2 separate regions of the Sus scrofa genome follow, and region 2 is linked to region 1. A link is a contact called in public HiChIP or PLAC-seq data. All regions are on one chromosome and are shown on one strand. The core of a region is the stretch at or near the end of the contact, and the rest is flanking DNA. Distances in the headings are between cores, read along the strand shown. Region 1 overlaps MAF (transcription factor Maf). Region 2 overlaps MAF (transcription factor Maf).

Region 1 (5,854 bases), core at 1,480-3,979:
GTCCTGACGTGAGGAGGAGTCGGTGACATACCGTGTTGAACACACGGGGCCAGGCCTGAAGGGAAACGCCACACACACAGGCTAGAGTCTGTGCTCCTGGGCTCCTTCCCATGGAGCCTGTTCGTTGCTCCTCAGCTCCTTTAGCGCTAAAGCAGGGAGAGTAATGCCTCTTTACAGGTTTTCTCTCGGGATAAAAGAGGGACCTGGATTCAAGTATCCATCCAAGTACCTCTTCGGATGCAGGAGCATTCTGCAGGGTGAGTAGGTCCAACCTCATTGCCCCTGTGATGGGATGTGACAGGGACCCTGTAGCCGGAAGGAAGAGCCAGGAGTCCTAGCCCTACAAACCATCTCATCCTTGGCCATCATCTTTGTGAAAGTGCAGCAGTCAACTTTCAACTCATTTTTTTCTTTTTTAAATCTTTTTAGGGCTGCACCTGCGGCGTATGGAGATTCCCAGGCTAGGGGTCCAATGGGAGCTGTACCTGCCAGTCACAACCACAGCCACGCGGGATCCTAGCCATGTCTGTGACCTACACCACAGCCACAGCAACGCAGAGTCCTTCCGTCACTGAGCGAGGCCAGGGATCGAACCTGCATTCTCATGGATACCTAGTCAGGTTCCTTACGACTGAGCCATGATGGGACCTTCCGGGTTGTTTTTTTTTTTTTGGTTGTTTTTTTGGTTTCTGTTTTTTAACTGGGAAGGGATGTTGAGGAATGTACTGGGGTATCCCCCCTGGGGAAGGAGCAGCTGCCACGTTCAAGCCCAACCACGGCCAAAGTCTGGGTGTCTGACCCAGGGAGAGGCCTGATAAGCACTCACAGCCTCCCACACACAGGCGTCCGGCCCTGGAGCCGTGGACTCTGAGCCCACCGATAAGGAAGCTGGGCCCTGCCTTCAAGGAAAGCTGCGGGTTGCACCAGGAAGTAGAGAGGTCGGCTGCCCAGGCTTCAACCTCTTCCGTCTCCCAAGGGCCTGCCTGGCTTGGGACGCAGTGTGGCGCTGGGTCCTCAGCTCCTGGCCCCCGGCCCTGTCCTTCCTGGTGGATTTATCCAAGAAAGGCTTTGCTTTGTTTCCTTTTCTGTTCCCCCACCTAGCTGAACTGTTGAACCTGTTCAACTGGACCCTGGTTTAGTATTTTATTGAGCACCTACAATGCCAGGCATTGCCTGCTGGTCTGTCACTGAACTCTCTTCAAAACCCTGAGAACCGGATTCTGTACCTCTCCTCCTGCAGTCCCCATTCCAAAAGGCAATGCAGCTCAGAGATGTTCAGTAAGTTGTCCAGAGTCACACAGCTTCTAAGCGGTAAATGGACAGGGAAACCCAGGTTCTCGCGGCAAAACACTTCCTTCATTTTACTTGAGGAGAGACGAGCGCCACGCTTGGGATAGTCCGTCTTGCTGCCCAAGAAGCCAGTCCAGGGGATGCTATTAAATTAGCTGGGGTAAATGTATGCACAAGCTTCAGGGGGAAAAACTGATGCCAAGACACCGCTCTCGTGGCCTGGCATGTCCCCTGCAGCAATGATAACCATCAGCCCAGAAACCTCCGGGGCTTGTAGGGTTTACCGTGCGGAAACAAAAGCAATAAAAACAGAAGGGAAACAAAGCCATCCGTGGAGGGAAGGCAAGAAAGAGGACACAGAGTCTGGGACAAAAGATGCGGGGGCAACAGCTGGGAAGCCGACTGACGGCGGTGCCCCCAAGCAGGAAAGGGCTCATCCAGGGCCCACGACTGTGACATGCACACAAGGGGTGTCTACCCCTTACTAGAGAGGCCCCTGGGCCAGGCGCTCTTCTGAGCACGCTCCCTGCCTCCTGTCAGTCACTCTCCAACCTCACCGACTGGGCATTTTTGTTATCCCTGTTTTATAGTTGAGGAAACGGAGGCTGAGACGTGTCACAAAGTCACAAAGCTCCTCAGTGGCCAGAAGCGTGGGCCGTGGAGTCAGACAAAGCTGGATTTCATCAGACTCTGACACCAGCTGCCTGAGACTTTGAGCAAAGTTGCTTTATTTTTCTGGGCTTCAGTGTATGTGTCTGAAAAATGGGGATGTGGCAGGGCGGGGGCGGGTCTTCCTTTCATGAGAACTTTTGGAAAAAGTGAGGATGAAAGAGGATGAGGAGAGGTGGTTTGACACAGGCTCTGGAAGACAGGAACAAGGCGTGAAAAGAAGGTGCTATTTAGGGTGTGGGGGGGTGTGTGTGTGCACACGCGCGTGCATGCGTACAGAAGCCAGTGGCCTGGGAAAGCTGCAGCAGGACAGGCCCTTTCCCGAACTCTGCCTTGGAAGATTCAGGCCGTGTCTTCACCCTTTCAAACTTGCAGGCAGGCCTCTCACACCTACAGGCTGAGCCAATCCCCGGGAGCACCCATCCCAGCGCAAGCCTGGCCTGTGAGCTCCCGGCCTGCCCTCATGACCAGGGCAGAGGCCGCATGTGGGGTGGGGTTTGGCCAGGTTCCAGGAGCAGGCCTGGCGCCCAGGCCGAGGCCAGAGACAGGCCAAGGCCGGCCAGCGGGGCCCGAGGGGAAAGGCTGGAGGTGCCAGGGGTGGGGTCGGATAAAGGCCGGAGGCCCAGCAGCCTGGCAGGGTGGGTCCCTCAATCAGAGGGCACGGGGCTCATGGTGGGGCCTCTTTCTCCACCTTCCCTGGAGGCTCCCCCTGGGCAAAGTGTCCAGGTCCGAGAGGGGCTCTGAGACGTCTTACCTCCATGGGCCTAGAGGCCAGGACGGGTCTGAGCCAGGCCCCTCGGGAGCCCTGAAGCTGTCTGTCTCTTTTACCACCACGTGACCCTGTTCATGGGCGCCAAGGCCGGGGGAGACCTGGGTACAACCTTGGCTGTCACAGCCCAGGCCTTTGCTGGGGCAGGTGACTTCAGCTGCGCCTGAGTTTCCTTATCTGTAACGTGTGAGCCGCTGCGGTAAGAGCCTCCTGCCAGGGCTGTCGGGGCAGGGCCGGGGGTTGGGGGGACCAAAGGCGACACATCCTAACATGATGTTCATTCACAACTCGGCTCTCCTATCCCACCTGTGCCCCCCACCAAGGGCAGGAGCCCGGTCTCAGCTCCATCCTGTTTCAAGGAGGGCAGCCCCAGGGCGGTAGGAGCGCCACGCTCCTGGCAGATGCGTAGGTGGGCATCACCAGCTCTCACAGGGATTTCAACAGGAGCGGGCTGAGAGGCAGGAAGGGACTTCAAGGGCTCAGGCCCAGGATGGATCTGCTGACCAGCAAGCGGGACGGGCCTGGGCGTGAGCAGCCCCTCAACCCCAGACCTCCGCGCCGCCTCCCTGCACACAGCTCTAGGTTTCAGCCTAGATGCCTGCTCTGCAGGGGCCAGGCCTGACCCACCAGGCTCCGCTAGGTGCCCAGTGGCCTCTGGCTTCTCATAAACATAGCACCATATGCAGATAATTACTCCACCTCCTTCACGGACCAAGAAATCTCTGGGGCAGGGGGGATGTCGCACAGACCAGGTCCTGACTTAGAATAAGCACTTGATAACTATTTCTTTTTGTTTTTTGTTTTTTGTCTTTTGCTGTTGTTGTTGTTGTTGCTATTTCTTGGGCCACTCCCGCGGCATATGGAGGTTCCCAGGCTAGGGGTCGAATCGGAGCTGTAGCCACCGGCCTACGCCAGAGCCACAGCAACGCGGGATCCGAGCCGCATCTGCAACCTACACCACAGCTCACGGCAACGCCGGATCCTTAACCCACTGAGCAAGGGCAGGGACCGAACCCGCAACCTCATGGTTCCTAGTCGGATTCGTTAACCACTGCGCCACGACGGGAACTCCTTGATAACTATTTCTAAACAAAGTAACAGATAAGAGGGTGAATTAGGGACCAAATGTCACCAAAGACATGCGAAGTCCAGGACTCTGGTGGTCACCGAAAGCCCCCAGGGTGTCTCTTCGTGGCTTGGATTCCTGGAGGGGATGATGAGTGTGCATTTTCATTCCCTGACGCTTCTCGCTTGAAAAAGTCAAGAGCTTGGGCAACGCAGAGGTAAAAGAATCAGTGACCGCGAACTCACTTGCACTCACGCAGTGTGGGCCACACCTCCCCGTGGGCTTCTAGAACCACCTGAGACTGTTGGGAAGCCCTTTCCACAGGGATCTGTTCGCATTATTTGTTAAACCCCATTGTGAAGACATTGGTTTCTTGAGGGCTCCTTCAAAGGCACTGGAGTGTCTGCATTATTGTTTATTATTATTATTTTTATTTTTTTAGGGCTCCGCCTGCAGCATATGGACGCTCCCAGGCTAGGGGTCGAATCAGAGCTGCAGCTACCAGCCTACACCACAGCCACAACAATGCCAGATACAAGCTGCGTCTGCAAACTACACTACAGGATCCTTAACCCACTGAGCGAGGCCAGGGATCAAACCCATGTCCTCATGGTTACTAGTCAGGTTTGTTACTGCTGAGCCACGATGGGAATGCCTGGATTTTTTCTTAAGACTCTTCCACTTTAAGAGCTGGCAGCAGGTCACATGGAGAGGGGACCAATTTGGGCTTGGTGCCCCCAGACCATCACTCGGCTTACAGGCTTACAGCACGAGGTGCTGCAGTCAAATAATGACGCACATGGAAATCAGAAGCACTGCAATCTCTCCTTTTTTTAGCAGCCTGAGCACTATTTATGCTTAACTGTGAGTAAGACTGGAGCCATCTCCCCAGTGGATGACAGCAAGGCAAGAAAGGAATTTGCGAAACTGAAAAGGGAAGCCTCAGATGTACATGCAAGTGTCAGCTCAGCTTCCTGGTTTTTAGCACAACGGCGGGGGGCGGGGTTGGGGGGGGGGAGGCAGTCAAGGAAGCTGCAAATCCCCAAACCTACGAAAAGCAGAAAAGCAGCCCCCTCCTCCTCTTGCTCACCTCCCTGTGCATGTCCACATCCATGCTTTCATTCCTGCACCTGTGTGCTCAGCCAGCGTGGACCCCGGTCACAGCATCAACAGAGAGCAGACACTATTGGCTCCTTCATGACTATAGAAACACGCCCTCCAGGGGCCGCGGCATCCCTGGGTACCACAAGCTTAGGTGCTGAGTCCTGGACACCTGCTCTGCAGCCCCTCCTAGAGAGAGGGGGCTCCCAGCGGACATGAAGGTCCCAGACACAGCAGTGCGAAGGTACCCCACCTGTGTCAAAGCAGTAAGTCCCTGCCATCTAAGAACCAACTGATTCTCCAAGGAATTTATCCTGGGGCCCCATGGGAAGGGGCAAGGCTGGGGAATGAGGGGCCATTCTGAGATAAGCATATTGTGGTGTGTCCACGTGCATTCCAGTGACATTTAAGCAAGAGGCTCTAGGCACGTACCCTGGGGTGTTGTTCACCCCCTGATGAAGAAACGTGACCCACTGCGCAGCAGAAGCCACGTTTCAAACGATGGAGGCCACGAAGGACTTGTGGCCAGCGGCTCAAGGTGACAACAAACTGTCCACAGGGCAGACTGGCCGTGATGAATTCACTTACCCCGCCTGGGGCCAAACGCACCTAGACTCCTTTTCTTCTCCAGGTAAACGTGGTGCACAGAAGTCGCTCCTTCACCCGCTTTCTGGTCTCAGGGAGGAAAAGCACATCCTCTGACCTACACATTCATCCTGCCCACTCCCTCTGATGCCAAACGCACAGCAAAGTTCCTTTCCTTTTTCTTTTTGGCCCTGTCCACAGCATGCAGGAATTCCTGGGCCAGGGATTGAACCCAAGCCACTGCAGGGAACACTGGATCCTTAAGCCACTGAGCCACCAGGGAGCTCCAGAAAAGTTTATTTTCCAAAATACCAAAGTATCGGAGGTCTGAAGGAAGACTTTAAAGGTGGGCACTTCGCCCAGGTCTAACCTAC
Region 2 (6,077 bases), core at 2,507-5,006, 160 kb before region 1:
AACTGTGCCATAAATCTTTAAAAAAAAACCAAATTTCCACTCCAAAAATTTAAGTAGTACTTATGATTTGGTTTATAGCAAGGACTCTCCTTAATCCAATAGCTGGGCTCACAGTGGTGGCCAGGCTATACTGTAAGCCTGGGTCAGTTAAAGGCCACTGACTATTTCAATTAAAATGTTTTCAGGGATTTCTAAATAATACACTGATATTGCCTATAATTACAGATGAAATAATAATGAACACCCCCCCGCCCCCCCAGCATCCTGCGTGTAATGTCATGGCATGCCGTTGGTGTCCTTGTACCAAGATAAATACCTCCGCGAGACAGGGAGCCATGGAGACAATTAAAGCATAAATCCCAGGCACCCATTATCACCCAGGCTCTATTAGCTGCCTTTGTCTTGGGTCACATGAAAGCCCTACAGAGTTCGCTGGTGGCTTGGGAGGGAACGGTCTTGGTCCTACTTAGATGAAAATGTAATTCTGCTCTGTAAATCTCGGCTGTAATTGGTTCATAAGCATACACTTTTGCAAAATAACCACTGGGGATTATTGGGTAAAGAGTTTTCTCCCTCCCCATGGTCCTTCGAGCTTAGGGATTGTTCTGTTCACAGATGGGCTAGGATTTCAGAGCCTGGGGACCAGGAATTCTGGATAGGTGAATTTAGTTCCGGCTCACGGGTACACTCTGTGTGTGAGGAGGAATGTTTCTCTTGAAGCATCTATTATTTAACCGACCCTGGGATTTCTCAGCCTCAGCACATCTGAAGCTGTTCTGTGCATTGTAGGAGACTGACCAGCATCCCTGGCCTTGACCCACTCAGTGACAGTAATGACACGCCACCCGGGTGTGACAACCCCAAATGTTTTCAGACATTGCCAAATGTCCTGTAGGGGGCAAAGTGACCCCCAGTTAAGAACCACTGAAATGAGAACATTCTCTTACACCATGCACAAAAATAAACTCCAAGTGGATTAAAGACCTAAATTGAAGGCACAATACTATAAAACTCTTGGAGGAAAACACAGGCAGAACACTCTTTGACATAAATTGCAGCAATATCTTTTTGGATCCACCACCCAGAGTAATGAAAGTAAAAACAAAAATAAACAAATGGGACCTAATTAAACTTAAAAGCCTTTGCACAGCAAAGGAAAGCATTAAAAAAGCGCAAAGACAACCCAGAGAATGGGAGAAAATCTTCTCAAATGAAGCAACTGACAAGGGATTTATCTCCAAAATATACATCTCGTATAGCTTTATATAAAAATAAAAAACCCAATCAAAAATGGTCAGAAGATCTAAACAGACATTTATCCAAAGAAGACATATAGATGGCAAAAAAAAAAAAAAACACATGGAAAGATTCTCAACATCACTAATTATTAGACAAATGCAAATCAAAGCTACAATGAGGTATCACCCCCAGGCCAGCCAGAATGGCCATCATCAAAATATCTACAAACAATACATGCTGGAGAAGGTGTGGAGAAAAAGGACCCCTCTTACACTGTTGGTGAGAATATAACTCGGTACATCCACTGTGGAGAGCAGTGTGGAGATACCTTATAAAACTAAATATAGTACTACTCAATGATCCAGCAACCCTACTCTTGGATACATGCCCAGAGAAAACCATAATCCAAAAAGAAACATGTATCCCAATGTTCACTGCAGCACTATTTACAATTGCCAAGACACAGAAACAACCTAAATGTCCATCGACAGAGGAATAGATAAAGACATGTTACATACATACAATGGAATATTACTTGGCCATAAAAAAGAATAAAATAGTGCCATTTACGGCAACATGGAAGGACCTAGAAATTATCATACTAAGTGAAGTTAGAGAGTGGAAGGCAAGCATCCTAGGATATCACTTATATGTGGAATCTAAAAAAAGGATAAAAATGAACTTATTTGTAGAATAGAAACAGACTCACAGACTTTGAAAAACTTATGATTACCCAAGGGGACAGGAGGGGGGCGGGGATGGACTGGGGGGGTTGGCACTGGCATATACACACTACTATATACAAAATCAAAATTAATCAGGGAGGATACAGCATCGCTATTGCTGCAGCATAGGTTGGCCAATAAGCACATGAAAAAATGCTCAACATTGCTAATTATTAGAGAAATGCATGTCAAAACTACAATGAGATACTACCTCACACTGGTCAGAATGGGTATCATTAATAAGTCTATAAATAGCAAATGCTGGGGAGGGTGTGGAGAAAAGAGAGCCCCTGTACACTGTTGGTGGGAATGTAAACTGCTACAACCACTATGGAAACCAGTATGGAGGTACCTCAGAAAAGTAAATATGGAAATACGATGTGATCCAGCAATCCCACTCCTGGGCATATATTTGGACAAAACTTTCAATCAAAAAGGATACATGCACCCCTATGTTCACTGCAGCACTATTCACAATAGCTAAGACATGGCAACAACCTAAACGTCCACTGACAGATGAATGGATAAAGATGATGGTACACGCATACAGTGGGATACTACTCAGCCATAAAAGAATGTGAGATAATGCCATTTGCAGCAACATGGATGGAACTTGAGATTCTCATACTAAGTGAATTAAGTCCGAAAGAGGATGAAAAATACCATAGGAGACCACTTCTATGTGGACTCTAAAATGTGGCACAAATGAGCCTGTCTATAGAACAGAAACAAACTCATGGACATGAAGAACAGACGTGTGGGTGCCAAGAGGGAGGGAGTGGGATGGACTGGGAGTTTGGGGTTTGTAGATGCAAACTAGTGCATTTGGAGTGGATAAGCAATGACGTCCTGCTGCATGGCACAGGGAACTATATCCAATCACTTGTGATCAAACATGATAGAGGATAATGTGAGAAACAGTATATATATATATATATGTGTGTGTGTGTGTGTGTGTGTGTATAACTGGGTCACTTCGTTGTATAGCAGTAATTGACAGAACATTGTAAATCAACTATAATAAAATTTTTAAAAATAACCTTTCTTTATGTCATGGCAATCATAAAAAATAAAAATAAAAAATCCAGCCTCCCCCACCATGAAAGGCTAATTTGCAACGGCCCATCCTTTTCTCGGAGAATCCAAGCTGCCCCTGGTTGGAAGATCACAATGGAAGCTTTGTGCTTCTTACCATGTTCATGGAAACAGGTCCCCTCTGTCTGTAAATTGTAGGTGTCCACTGGATCTACCACAGCCAGGACACTACAGTTCACTGTGACCTCTGTGGTTTGTTTTGAATGCTTAGTTTATTTCATTTAAAAGGCTACAGCCATGTGTTCGAAAAAGTGGGATCTGGATTGTTCTGTGCATTTGAGCTAAAATACAACAGTGTTGTTGGTGCCAAGTGGTTCCCATTATCGTGTCTGGGGCCTAATGCCTTCCGGGTACCAGGTGCAGGTGGAGCGGTTTCCCCGCAAGTGGGAAATGGGGCTGAAGATTAAGATACAGGAAATGCAGTTTAATTCGAATTTCAGATAGGCAAAGATATTTTTTTTGTAAGCAATCCCTTGCAATTATAGGATATGCTTATGCTAAAAAAGTCAGTCGTCATTTATCAAATTCAAATTCAACTGAGTGTCTTTTCTGTTTTTGGCCGCTCGAGGAAGGCAGGATCCTTTCTCTCTCAGAGGTTGCAAGATCTGAACTTGACCCCACTCCGCCACCCCACCCCACCTCACCCCAGTTCCTCTGGCTCCTCTGTAACCCTGGCCTGGTTTGCTCTGAGCACGTGGCAAGTGGTCACCAGGGGAAGTGAGGGCTTGAAGGGAACCCAGTGGAGATGAAATCTCCTCCTGTCACTTCCTGTTGCCCTGACCATGCTGGCCCCAGGCCAGGGAGATCTGGACACCTTTCTAGGTCTGGTTTCTCACTACACTCCCCCCGTCACAACCTGGCTGTGGTTTGCCACTCTGGCCAAGCCTGTGTCCACAGCCACTGTCCCACTGACCCGTGAAGCGTCAAGCAGGTTATTGGGTTTGCAGCTCCTGAGTCAGTAGCTCACTTTGCTACCAGATTCCCCCGCCTCTGCTTCTGCAATTCTGCTGCACTGAAATATTTGCACAGACAACCAACGCTCCAATGGCAAGTAAAACGATCAGAGATGCCTGGTCGCGCTCAAGGACTTGTGTCACCAATCCTTCTGCTTTGCTTGGACTGAGGGGTTTCCTAGGATGCAAGACTGTCCAATGCTATAAGAGGTGAGGTCCTGGATAGACTAGGATGAACTGGTCAAACACTCTCTACCCCACTCCCCCGGGGCTATGAGTGGTGTTCTCTGCGGATGAGGTTTGCAAGGAACACACCTCCAACACCTAAATTCTAGGCCATTAAGTGATGGGGTTGGGGGGAGGAAAGCAAATTCTGTATTCTCAACAAGCGGCCTGTAACTCACTCCTAAATGAAGCATCACCTCCCCCAAGAGGACTTCCTGGACCATTTTATATACGTACCCCCAGGCCCAGACTCTGATCATGTCTTTCACAGGACGTCTCCTAGTCTGTCATTGCCTATTTGTGTTTGGGCTGCTTGCCTGTTGTCTGTCCTCTTCAAAAACAGGTGAACTCATGAGCGCCATCCTCCCCCACCCCTGTTTTTTGTCTCTTGCTGAAATCCCCAGAACTTAGAATAGTCCCAGCACATTGTAGGTGCTCTAAACATGTCTGTTGACTGAATTAATGGATGAATGGAAACCTTGCCAAGCCAGGGGCTAAGGAAATGAGGCTGAAGAAGCACAGGCCCTGCCCTTAAAGGGTTGGAAGGCTGCTGTTTAAACAGATGATAGCAGCACACTGCGGTGTGGAAGGTTTGTGGAAGTGTGAGGTGCAGAGTTGGGAGGGGGTGAAGCAAGACCCAGGAGGCTCGGTAAAGGATTAACCCAAAGTACTCTTTTGAACTGATCTTCAAGGATGGCCCAGCGCTTCCTCCTCTCTGCTTGGCAAAGGCTGCTGCAGAAGGGAGCAGTGCAAGGGCAGTGGGCTATGGGGCAGCCCTGGGGTTTGAGGTCCCACATGGTGGGTATGAGGAGAGAAAGACCAGACATAGGTCTTGCCTTGGGAAGGCTGGGTTGACATGTAAGGCCAAAGATGCCTAGATCCGGCAGTCAGCAACAAGACTGGGAGACAGAGTCTTCCTGGTGCCACATGTTCTGTCTGGTTGTCAAAAGGTGCCAAGTTCCACTTGGTTTTCCCCTTCATCAGTCTCCGGTCCCACTTCCCTGCTGTGTCTGGTACCATTTTGATGAACCTTCTCATCCCACTTTGAGAGCCAGCAAGACTCACCTGCCCAGCGGGGCTTCTCTGGCCAACACCATCCTCCCTCTCTTCAACTTCCACAAGAAACCCCTTTCCTCCAGAAGCAATGGGGACACCTACCTGAAGGTTTTATACTCATGTGTGAATGACTACTTTGGGCTATCTGAACTTTACAAAGGAGATGTCTGATTTTTAAGGAGAAATCGTTTACCTGTCTGAATCTCCCATTGCTTGAAAGTGTCTCATTCCAAAATTTCACTAAACGCACCATCTAGCCTTCTCTCTGATCTCACGAACCTTGATTCCAAAAATCTACTGACCCCTCACACAGATACCCATAAAAAACAGGCTCGTGTGAAAAAAAAAAAATCTGGGTCCCCTCTGCTGTGTTTTGTTTGGTTAGCCAAATTGTTGTGTTTGAGGAGTTTATTTAAATAGTCTGCTGTGAAGGAGAAAAAAGAAGAAGAAAGGAACAGAAAACTTGGAAACTGACAGGAATACAGTTTCCAAGAAGAAGTGGTAAATTTTTAAGTGGATTTCAGTAGGTATCTTGGGACATTAGTTGAGCTATTTGCCGTGTGGAAAAACATCCATTGATAGAGGGAACTGAATGTAGGAATTCAACACCTGAACTCTCCCCAAGAAAAATCTCAAAGAGTAAAGGTTTCCAAATGGGAAATTCTTTATATCCATCCACCCACATACCCATCTATCCATCCATCTATTCATCTACCTTTCAATAACTCTGACTGCTGACTCTGTGCCAGGAACTGTTTTTACTTCCCAAATCACTCTTGTTCTA

What was found. HiChIP or PLAC-seq counts read pairs in DNA pulled down with a chosen protein or histone mark.
Region 2: an H3K27ac HiChIP or PLAC-seq map of alveolar macrophages shows a contact between it and region 1. The contact joins two enhancer-like sites. A contact is called at or near these places in 1 of 47 Hi-C or Micro-C datasets (liver) and 1 of 2 datasets of contacts at active chromatin or transcription factors (alveolar macrophages).

What each region holds. Positions count from the first base shown.
Region 1 is chr6:8,722,231-8,728,084 of Sscrofa11.1, reverse strand. The region is part of intron 2 of MAF (transcription factor Maf); the gene reads right to left. Among named protein-coding and RNA genes, the nearest start is that of MAF, 260 kb to the right of the region's middle. Within about 2 kb of position 2,729, at least 15 of the 83 cell types and tissues checked have an H3K27ac peak or open chromatin away from gene starts, as enhancers often do. A contact at or near this core is called in alveolar macrophages, where this site is marked.
Region 2 is chr6:8,881,475-8,887,551 of Sscrofa11.1, reverse strand. The region is part of intron 2 of MAF (transcription factor Maf); the gene reads right to left. Among named protein-coding and RNA genes, the nearest start is that of MAF, 420 kb to the right of the region's middle. Within about 2 kb of position 3,756, at least 1 of the 83 cell types and tissues checked has an H3K27ac peak or open chromatin away from gene starts, as enhancers often do. A contact at or near this core is called in alveolar macrophages, where this site is marked.